Linked DNA regions of Mus musculus: all the other regions are linked to region 1. A link is a contact called in public HiChIP or PLAC-seq and Micro-C data. All regions are on one chromosome and are shown on one strand. Each heading gives the region's core, a stretch centred on a gene start, on an enhancer-like site or on the middle of the called end of the contact. The rest is flanking DNA. Distances are from core to core; before and after follow the strand shown.

Region 1 (3,266 bases), core at 326-2,825:
GCCTTTCCTTATAGGCCTGGATTTGTTGGACCTTCTCCAGTATTGAAGGAAAAACAAACAAACAAAAACCAACTCAATTTAGGGAAAAACAATAGGCCCTGTCACCTCGGAGCACCTGAACACCTTGGGAAGTTCTGCTCTGAGTTCTGGAAGAAGGAAAGAATAATTATTTCACAATACTGTTAAGAATTAGAAGAAGCCCAGAGTACCAAGTGTTACCGGGATGAATACAGGGAAGGCCCACCTCTTTCTTGGCTGTCACACAAAGGCAGACTTGAGTGTAGCAGCTGAGGAGTCCCATCCAGAGAGACTGAGTATAAGTGATTTTTAAGTGTGCTTTGAACTCTGGGGACACTAGAACCTCTCTCAAAAGTCAGAAAATAAATTGCTATATAGCATAAGGGATATAGGCCAATCAAACCCGAGGATAAGAGGACGGTAGGATGGTCTTAAAATTGGGCCTCTAAGGAAGAGTTCTTCCGGGTCTTAATCTCTTTACCATTCATTCTTCACAATGACATGGTACTCTGCTCTCACACTAACCCCCTGAAAGACCCCCTCCAACAGTCAGGACATAGCTGGGGCCAGTTGATAGCCCCACCGCCATCTGCAGAGGTGGGCAACGGCTACAGATTTCTAAAGCAATCTAGATGAATCCGTCAGAACCCATCACATTCCTTCCAATTCAATTCTAAATGCAAATGCGTGATGAATTTCATAAAAAAAAATGACACAGCTTTATTATCTAGAATACTGTGTTAAGATGACTTCTCCATCTACATACTGAATTCATCGTGGAGTTAAAAAAAAAAAAAAAAGAAAGAAAGAAAGAAAAGGAAAGGAAAGCCATGTGGCGGGTCTCACATATTCTCAGCGGAGTCCATATGTACCCCGGAAGATTTTAGTATTTCACAACTTGGTTACTGAGCCTTCCGGGATGGGTTGGGGCAGGGCATACTGGGCTAGTTTGCCAGAGCACCTGTGGAGATGCAGGTTAGTGATGTCTGCACAGCCCCAGGGGAGCACACTCTGGACTTCTTTCTTGACTGTGACAGATCGGGCTGAGAACTGCGGAAATCGAGGAAGAACTTGCCTCCAAGTCCATGAATTTCCACGACCTCAAGTTCTGGGGAGGGGAAGCGGAAAACTGGGGGTAAAGAAGTCAGGGCGGCTCCCTGGGGGCCGGGCCAACTTGAGATGCTCTGTCATTTCCGGGGACGGCTCGGGGACAGCCCCTGGCTCACGTGCCTGCGCCGCCTCTGTTGCCCCCTGCCGGGCGCGCCCCGCCACCGACGTTACCTCTTGGGGACATCGAAGGCCCTGCAGACGGCGGGGCGCCGCGAGCCGGACTGCTTGGTCTTCCCGTAGCGGAGCAGGTCCTGGAAGAGCGCGCAGCTCGGCAGCAGCCTGGCGGGCGCCAGCTGCAGCAGCAGCGCGAACAGGAAGGCGGCGGCCAGCGCCAGCCACAGCGTCCGCAGGGGGTTCAGGGCCGAGAGCTCAAACCCGGCCCACCCAGCCATAGCCCGGGAGCCGGCTACAGATGCGCGCCGCCGCGCCGCCCTCCTTCTCTCACCCCCTCCCTCCCTCCCGCCTCGGCGGCGCGCTTGGCGGTGACGCGGCTCCTGGGCGGGACGCGCGGCCCCGCCCCTGGCTAGGCGCTCAGGAGCTGGGTTGTGCTCCTGCTCACCTGGTTTGAGCAGGCTGCGCTTTAGACTTGTACTGCCTCTAATCTAATTCCGAGATGCAACTCCAACTTGAAGTTCTGCAGGAGCATGCGAGACCACGTGCTACAGTCCAAGTCTTGTAGAGATACGTTACACCTATTTATTAAGTGGAGTGGAGCTATGCCAAGAGGTGTGGGTGGGAGCCCAAGACAGCTTGGGGGGAATTGGTTCTCTCCTTCCACCATGTGGCGCTTCGGGGATCCTATTCTAGAGGTCAGGTTCTCACCAGCCTGTGTAAGTTTCTATAAACTTTGACTGCGGGATTACTGCTGCGAAAAAGTGTGAAGAGAAATTTTGGTTGAAGTACAGGCTGAATTCTTGGCTGGGTCCCTAGAGGGGGCCCCCAGGAGTCAAGATGCGAAGGATCTTAATACCACGCTGGTCTACCAGAAGCACCAGATTCATTAGCATACTCCAGATGGGGATCGCTGTAAATTCAGGGATGACCTCTGGAAAGACCTCGGTGAGGGAATTCTACACTTTGTCAACTGTAGGCTGGAGCTGCTCCGGCAAACTCTGGATTTTGGAGTGGAAAAGCAGAGTAATGCCCTCAATGGACCTACGTTTTTCACCCATCTGCTCCATGGACAAAGTGTTTAACTAGCTGTGTCTGCTGCCTTTATGGCTAGGAATGAAAAGATTTGGAAGACCTTTATGCACTCATTGGCTCGAGTCCATGGGGCAGTGGGGGTGAGGGGGAAGGCAAGGTATGAGACAGCAAATCTCCAAAAACCTCCCTCCACGGATCTGGCTCAGATGCTGTCTTTCAGGCATCAGTGGAAAACACCATCACGTGTTAGATGAAGGCCTGGTTCCCTGTTGACAGCTGCTTAGTGGTATTTCAGGCTATCGGGTCCTTGAGTAATGCAGGCTACTCAGAAAGGAGGAAGCAAATGGGATCCAATTGTGTACCCCTATAATACAAGTCTTTATCACAGCCTTGCTTTCAACAGAAAAATGACTACACCCCTAAATCTGCCTTGATGCGTTTAGCCAAATTATGGTACACTCCCATTTTCTCTCTTAAAAAAAAAAAAGAAAAGATTACAGAGTGGGGGAAAAAAAGAATACTTTTATTTATAGATTGTATGTGTGTGTGTATGTGTGACTGGCCCATCCATGTCAATAATCATTAATAATATAGTTAAGCTTCCTCTCCTCAGTTATATAACTCTGGCCTGTGTCAAGTTGACAAAACTAACAAAAGCAACCAGGACATTCGAGTTCCTGCTCCAGCCTCCTGCTATCGTGCCTCCCCTGACAACACGGGCCCTTCCTCTGGAACTGTGAGCCAACACGTTCTTCTGTAAGTTGTTCTTGATCATTGTTTTGTATCACAGCAACAACAAAAAGATATTGTTACTAATACAGAGTCTCAGCAAGAGCAGTATTTATCTTAGCAATTGAGCCATCTCCCCGCCTCCCACTAACACCGTATCAGCAGAATGCCATGTGGCTGTTGGTAGGTAACTATGGAGACTGAGCACACAGAAAGCAGTCAATGAAACCGTTGTGTGACAACGCTTTCCCCGGGGAGACATA
Region 2 (3,266 bases), core at 422-2,921, 300 kb before region 1:
ATTTATTCCCATTCAGAAATAACATCTTTACTTTCCGGATTATGTCCTTTCTATTCTTTGTGTGTGTGGCCATCTGTTTCATGAAGTGAGATATTGGAATCCTCTGGTGGTTATTATTGTTATAATGTTCTCATTTTTAATGCATGCAAACAGAAAGGTTGTCATTTGTAAGCCATAGACCTCTGTATAAATTGGTTCTTTCTTTGTTTCTTTTTTTAAGAACTGGTTTGAAAACTCCAATATCTGGGTGAGTGAGTGTTCTGTCAATATGGTTTGTCTTCGTAAAGACTCAGTGTTAGGAAATGGGTTGTCTGCATGGCATTCATCTGTGCAACCTTGTCTTTCAGAACAGTGTTACTCCATCCTTAAGAGCATGGGCTGTGAACCCAGGTGACCAGGGCTCAGATTTCAGTGCTGCCAAGTGACCAGAATGGGGAACTTACTAGCCCACTGGCATCCCACTTTCCTTTTCATCCCAGCATCAACAACAGCCGTACAAGTTAACAGAGGATGGGCTGACAGTGACCATCAAGTGAACTGATACAGATAAAATGCTTGTAACAGTACCTGCCATACAAGACATACGCTGGCACACATGGATGCTATAATGGTCATTTGTTCCTTTTTCCCATTGCTAACAGGACATTTATTTATTTATTTTGGCTTTTTGAGACAGGATTTCTCTGTGTAGCCCTGGCTGTCCTGGAACTCACTTTGTAGACCAGGCTGGCCTCGAACTCAGAAGTCCGCCTGCCTCTGCCTCCCGAGTGCTGAGATTAAAGGCGTGCGCCACCACCCCCGGCTAACAGGCTATTTATAACCCAACTTACCTGTAACTACGTATCCATCCCAAGGTTGCCTGGGAGATGATTTGGTAAAATTATATCAGTAAAGGTTTTCTATTTCCCTCTCTGTATTCTATTGCATATCTTAAAAAAAAATCAGTCCCACATCTTTTTGAAATCCCATGAATATCTAGGATGTAGGGAAGACATAAATTAACTTTTTGAAAGTTTTGGATCCTGTCACAACAAGCCCTGACATATGGGGTTTTAAGTATCAAACCCAAGCGGCTTCACCACACACTACATCATGGTAGGTTTGATTATACAGCTCAACACCACCACCCACAGACTCAGAATATTAGAAGAGGGCGTCTAAGTGAGGTGGTCATGAGACACAGTGGGACCCAAGGGGCTTCCGGGTAGGAGGCCCTCAGCAGGACCGGGAGCGGAACTCGTGGTCATGACTCAGTGTGACCCACTTATGATTTATTGAAGACTTTAAAATGAAAAGTGGCGGTGCTGAGGCTGAGGGCTTTACTTGCGTTTTATAATCCTTGCAAATCCTGTTAGCTATCTCCCTGGCACAAATGAATGCAGAACATACTAAGAGATGTGATTTAAGTTGTCCAAAGTCCTAAGACCACTAAACTAGACAACTGGGACTCACCCCCATAGCACCGAACTCAAACCACCCTTAACTGTGGTTTCCTGCCCACTGGGTTATTCCCACGGGATAATTCCATGAACATCTCCCCACAAAGTTCCAACGTACCATATGACCAGCTGGATGTAGCCAGCAGGCCAACTGTGAAACCTCCAGACGTCCAGGCTAACACAAAAGGTGTCTTGATTCATCTGTGCCAAGACTTAGTATGGAGCAATATGGCACTGGACTATTTGGGCAGACCTCTCTGTAGGCTGACTCACCGTCTTAGTCACAGACTTGCACACTATGTACTTACGGTCTGGTTTCAAGTACAGGCAGACATGTTTACTTATTGTTGTATGTACTTAAAAGTTTTCCATAATGAAAGGCAGGGCTGGCTACTGAAAAGAAAGCTGCTGGCACTCCCATGTCACCTGGGACTTGGCAGCCAAACTCCTCTCTTAAGCAGTGAGTGAAGTTAGTCAGAGGACATCGGCAAGCCTCAGATGTCAACAGCACTCTGCGTTTTGCAAAGTAGTTTCATGGAGGTGTGTCTGTTATGGCAGGTGCTCTGTGCTGGCCAGGCCACAGAGGAGTTTCAGCCATGTTTGCCTTTAGTGGGTACCAAGGACTGTGATAGACTTTGAGTGTAGCCACTGGGAATACAAGAAACCTTCCTTTTGCATTTTGAACACCTTATTTAAGGGTTGTTCCTGAAACTGAGTCAGGACTCATCAGAAGTCCTGCTGAAAGACAGGGGGCCAGTTTCCAGTGGTCACTTTCTGGCTTGTTTTGTTGTTTGCTTAGAAACTTGATCATTGAAAATAGTTCAGCTTTGTTTCTTCTTTTTAATCTAGATTCCTGGATAAGAGCATGTTGAGTCTGTGAAGCAAATGGACCTATGAGAACAGCCATTAAGTCTCAGTAGCACATGGCCTGTTATTAATCTGACCTACATGTTTTGTGAAAACTTGTCTCCAGAAAGTATGTAAGAGGTGGAATGATCTGGATGTGGGTGCCACTCATTGGTTCATGGTCTCCTGCAGTCTACAGCCTGATTTTCTTTAAAAATGTTGGGTAGTAACATCCAAGTAGTTAGTCCAAGGTGGGAAACAGGATAGTATAGTGAATGATTTGCAGAGAGTTAGATTTGAATTCCAGCTCCACTGCTTCCTCAATGTGCCTCTTTGGGGTAGTGACTTAGCCTCTCCTCATCTTAGCTGGTCCACTGTGAGTGGGAAAGATGCAGATTGTTAAAAATAATAAGCCCCAGATGATCAGGAGTGGCTCAGGTCTTTAGTCCCAGTACCTGGCAGGCAGACCTCTGGGTTGGAGGCCAGCCTGGTCTACACGGTGACTACAGAGTGAGTTCCAGAACAACCAGAGCTACACAGAGAATCTCTGTCTTGGAAAACCAATCATCATCATCATCATCATCAACAACAACAACAACAACAGACCCCATTTGGATTCAAGAAAGCAACAGAAGAAAGGCTTTGGTCCTTTCTTTGTGACAGGCATTGTGGTATGTCCTACAGAAGGCACAAACTATCCAGTAACTAACAGAAGATGCAGATCCAGACAGGGAGACGTGTGAGGGGCCTCTGGTGTGAAAGAAAGAAAGAAAGAAAGAAAGAAAGAAAGAAAGAAAGAAAGAAAGAGGAAAGAAAGAAAGAAAGAAAGAAAGAAAGAAAGAAAGAAAGAGGAAAGAAAGAAAGAAAGAAAGAAAGAAAGAAAGAAAGAAAGAAAGAAAGAAAGAAAGGAAGGAAGGAAGGAAGGAAGGAAGGAAGGAAGGAAGGAAGGAAGGAAGGAAGAACTCAGGCACTACAGCAATT
Region 3 (3,266 bases), core at 270-2,769, 270 kb after region 1:
GCTGGAGTGGAGGCAAAGGCAGGGAGGAAACAGCTTCTGGCTGGACAGGGAGGAAGAGGAGCAGAGCATCACAGCTCAGAAGCTAACTCCTGGAAAGCAGTTGACAGGGACCGGTTGGGGGCCCCGTGTTTGCCTTGTACCTTTATCAAACACGTGATGGTAGCGTTCTCGTTCTCAGACCCAGGGCTCATGCTTCGGGTACGTTGTCACTCGTGATGGGTTTTCCTCGCATCACTTTTATTTTTTTTTCAAATACGTCATTGAAATATTATTTTGATGCTGAATTTCTCGGCGCCTCGCTTCTGATTCCCGTCTGTCCCCCAACCCTGTCCCTGCCCCTCCTTGTCGCCATCCCCCCACTATCTCCCTGTCCCTCCCCACCCCATCCCTGGCCTTATTCACACCAGATGGTGATTGGCAAACACTACCGTGTATGAGCTCATCCAGCCCTCACAGCAATCTAATAGCCCTAGCTCCGTTTTATAGTATCACAAATTGACCCACAGAAGGATTAAATCTCTGCCAAACTTCATGTTAATTGAAATATTAACCTGCTCAAGTTGAACGCAGGCCGTGTTCTTCTCACAAAACATAATTCGAGTCCAAGGCAATATACACAGAGACACTTTGGAGAATTGTGTGAGAGTCGACTAAAGTATATAAACAAAGATTACTTAAACAACCATCATTACTGGCATTTAGATCACAGAATGCTTAACACGGGAGGCTGTAAGGACGAGCAATGTTAAGTAATATTTGAGGGACTCCCTCCTTTAAAAGGTTGTGTTTGGTGTGTATGGTGGCGTGCACCTAGAAACACACCCCTCAGGAGGCTGAGGCAGGAAGATTGCCAAAGGTTTGAGGCCAGCCTGGGCTACAAGTTAGACCCCACGTCTTAGTTAGGGTCTCTATTGCAGTACCATGACCAAAAGCATCTTGGGGAGTAAAGGGTTTATTTCAGCTACACCTCCCAGACCATACTCAGTCCCCGAAGGCAGTCAGGGCAGGAATTCAAGGCAGGAATATGGATTCAGAGACTAAAGCAGGGGCCGAGGAGGAATACTGCTAACTAACTAACTTGTTGCTCAGGGCTTTCTTAGTCTGCTTTCTTAGACAACTCGAATGAAATTATCTGCCCAGGGTGGCAGCACTTACAGGGACCTGGGTGCTCCCACATCAATCAGTAATCAAGAAAAGACCCCAGAGACTTCTCTATAGGCCAGTCTTCTAGAGGCATTTTTCTCAGCTTCCAGATGAGAAGTTTATGTTTGTGTCAAATAGACACTTTGTCACAACAAAACAAAAAGGAAAAAAAAAGTATATTGGATGAAATGTTTTCATTTCTATGATTTCATATTTTCTGCTTCAAAGAAATGTCTGTCCCGACACATTCTTTATGCCATTGGCTATATTTTGACATGCAGTGTTCCAGTGTCTCTAAACACTCCTGTGCCCTCCTTCATCGTAGCAGCCCGTTTAAGTATTCATTTATCCCATAGTTAACCCCAGGACTTGGTTTCCCTTGGATACACACCATCAAAGCCATTTTTAATTAAATTTCTGAAAAGCTTGGCAGAGTAAGGGGGTCGGAGTGGGAGCATCTGACTGGCCAGGCAAGCTTTACTGGCATGTTAGCCATACACTGTGTGGAAAAATTGTTTTCATCATTTTATAAATACAGCACATTCTACTCCCCCATGATTATCTCCAGAGAAATTTCTGGAACCTAGAGGCTATAGCCTGGAAAGAATCAGAGTAGCCAGGCTCGAGCCACAGGTAGAAACACTCTTCCGAAGCCCCTAAGATGCAGGTTTTGACACCAGGTGAGGAGAAAGGTGTACTGGATTTTGTCTCAAAAGTACAGCCTTTTCCTTAGCAGGCTGGTGGATAAATGGTATGGAGGAGCCATGGGGGGGGGGGGCATTACCAGGTTTTTCATTCACATCCTTTATCTAGTCTGGTTCCAATGGGGCTCAGAGAGTGCATAATCTTATGCAGATTGGATGTGTGCAATTTTGCACATAGAACCCAGGGATCCACATTTGAGAAAGACAGGTAAAGGAAATGTCTCTCTAGAGAAATGGTTGTGTTAGTAATAGTCTCTGGGGACCTGGATTCAGGCCTTTAAAAGAAAAGCTTAATGTTCCCAAAGGAAAGCATCATACATCTTAAATCTTCCACAATGAGCTATTCATTATTCACTTATTCAACACATATGGATGATTCAAGCCATGTCCCAGCGGAGGGCAGTGTCATTGTCCTCTCAATGATTTCATCCTAAGGAAGGGACAAGCTGTGAGGAGGCAGGAAAGAGTCCCTTGTTCCTTGCTGAAGCCTTGTGATGTGCTTATTATACCTCCTCACTCTGAAGGACTCTGTCTAGTATCCTCTGTAGAGTTAGTGGTCGTGAGTTTCTTTAGCCTGCATTCACCCTTCAATTTCTCCTTCAATTACGGCAGATAGTTTTTCTGGGTATAACAGTCTTCTTGATTGTTCACTATTATAGTTCAGGATTTGAAGTACACAATTTCAAGTCTGACTGACTTTTAAATTTTCTATTGAGAAATCTGCTGTTATTCTAATGGATCTGGCTTTACATGCATTTCCTCTCTTGTTGGCTTCAATATACATTCTTTGTTCAATGTACTGAGTGGTTTAATTATCATGTGAACAAGGGTGTGCTCTTTTCTGGTCTTGTCTATTTTTTTGTGCTCAGTGCCTCCTTGCATCTACTTTGGCATCTCATTCCCTAATTTTTGGACATTTTCTCCTGGTTTATTTAAATGTTTTCTAAACCCTTAGAATGAAATAAAATTCTTCTCCCCAGGAAATCAAAATGTTTCTACACAGCAAAGAAAACAGTTTACCAAGTGACAAGACAGCCTGCAGAAGGGGAGAAAAATCTTTGCCAGTTAGACATCTGATCAAGGTTTGATATCTAAAACATACAAGGTTTCAAAGAATGCCACACCTTTTCTAGGTTTTCTAATAACTTCATACATGTAAAAATGGCATATGCTTAAATAGCCATGTTTAAAATAAGCATACTTTAAAATAAGGTGAATAGAAAGACTTAAGACTGAATAAATCATGAAAATGTAGACAACAAAATATATGGACTGGACAGAGGTGAGTGGTGTGAGCCATCACTGGAGCTTCATTGTCCAGCTCTGGCCTTGCTCCCTGGTCTAGAGGAGCCTTGAGGGAACCCAAGAGTGCCCTGCCTCCCTGTGGAAACCTTCAGGGGCCCCAAAACTAAGCAGCTT

Evidence for each region. Hi-C and Micro-C count contacts between places; a contact is called where the count stands out from the background. HiChIP or PLAC-seq counts read pairs in DNA pulled down with a chosen protein or histone mark.
Region 2: a FOXA1 HiChIP or PLAC-seq map of pancreatic cancer cells shows a contact between it and region 1. The contact joins the enhancer-like site here to the promoter of Srd5a3 in region 1. A contact is called at or near these places in 4 of 39 promoter capture datasets (the 3T3-L1 cell line, liver and stem cell-derived epiblast-like cells), 3 of 115 datasets of contacts at active chromatin or transcription factors (bone marrow-derived dendritic cells, extraembryonic endoderm stem cells and pancreatic cancer cells) and 2 of 9 other capture datasets (embryonic stem cells and pancreatic islet).
Region 3: a contact with region 1 is called in a Micro-C map of stem cell-derived motor neurons, with 4 times the contacts expected there. The contact joins the enhancer-like site here to the promoter of Srd5a3 in region 1. A contact is called at or near these places in 27 of 39 promoter capture datasets (the 3T3-L1 cell line, 3T3-L1-derived adipocytes, the HPC-7 cell line and 16 more), 2 of 15 datasets of contacts at CTCF or cohesin (the NIH/3T3 cell line and embryonic stem cells), 142 of 484 Hi-C or Micro-C datasets (the 3T3-L1 cell line, the 63-12 cell line, the AML12 cell line and 83 more), 32 of 115 datasets of contacts at active chromatin or transcription factors (the HPC-7 cell line, astrocytes, bone marrow-derived dendritic cells and 18 more) and 5 of 9 other capture datasets (adipose tissue, embryonic stem cells, liver and 2 more).

Annotation. Positions count from the first base shown.
Region 1 is chr5:76,138,582-76,141,847 of GRCm38.p6, reverse strand. Srd5a3 (steroid 5 alpha-reductase 3) reads right to left here and starts at 1,575. Exons shown (of 6, transcript NM_020611.4): 1 at 1,300-1,575. The coding sequence starts at 1,520.
Region 2 is chr5:76,435,831-76,439,096 of GRCm38.p6, reverse strand. No RefSeq gene overlaps it. Among named protein-coding and RNA genes, the nearest start is that of Nmu, 74 kb to the right of the region's middle. Within about 2 kb of position 1,671, at least 38 of the 459 cell types and tissues checked have an H3K27ac peak or open chromatin away from gene starts, as enhancers often do. A contact at or near this core is called in pancreatic cancer cells, where this site is marked.
Region 3 is chr5:75,867,999-75,871,264 of GRCm38.p6, reverse strand. No RefSeq gene overlaps it. Among named protein-coding and RNA genes, the nearest start is that of Gm32727, 110 kb to the left of the region's middle. Within about 2 kb of position 1,519, at least 3 of the 459 cell types and tissues checked have an H3K27ac peak or open chromatin away from gene starts, as enhancers often do. A contact at or near this core is called in stem cell-derived motor neurons, where this site is marked.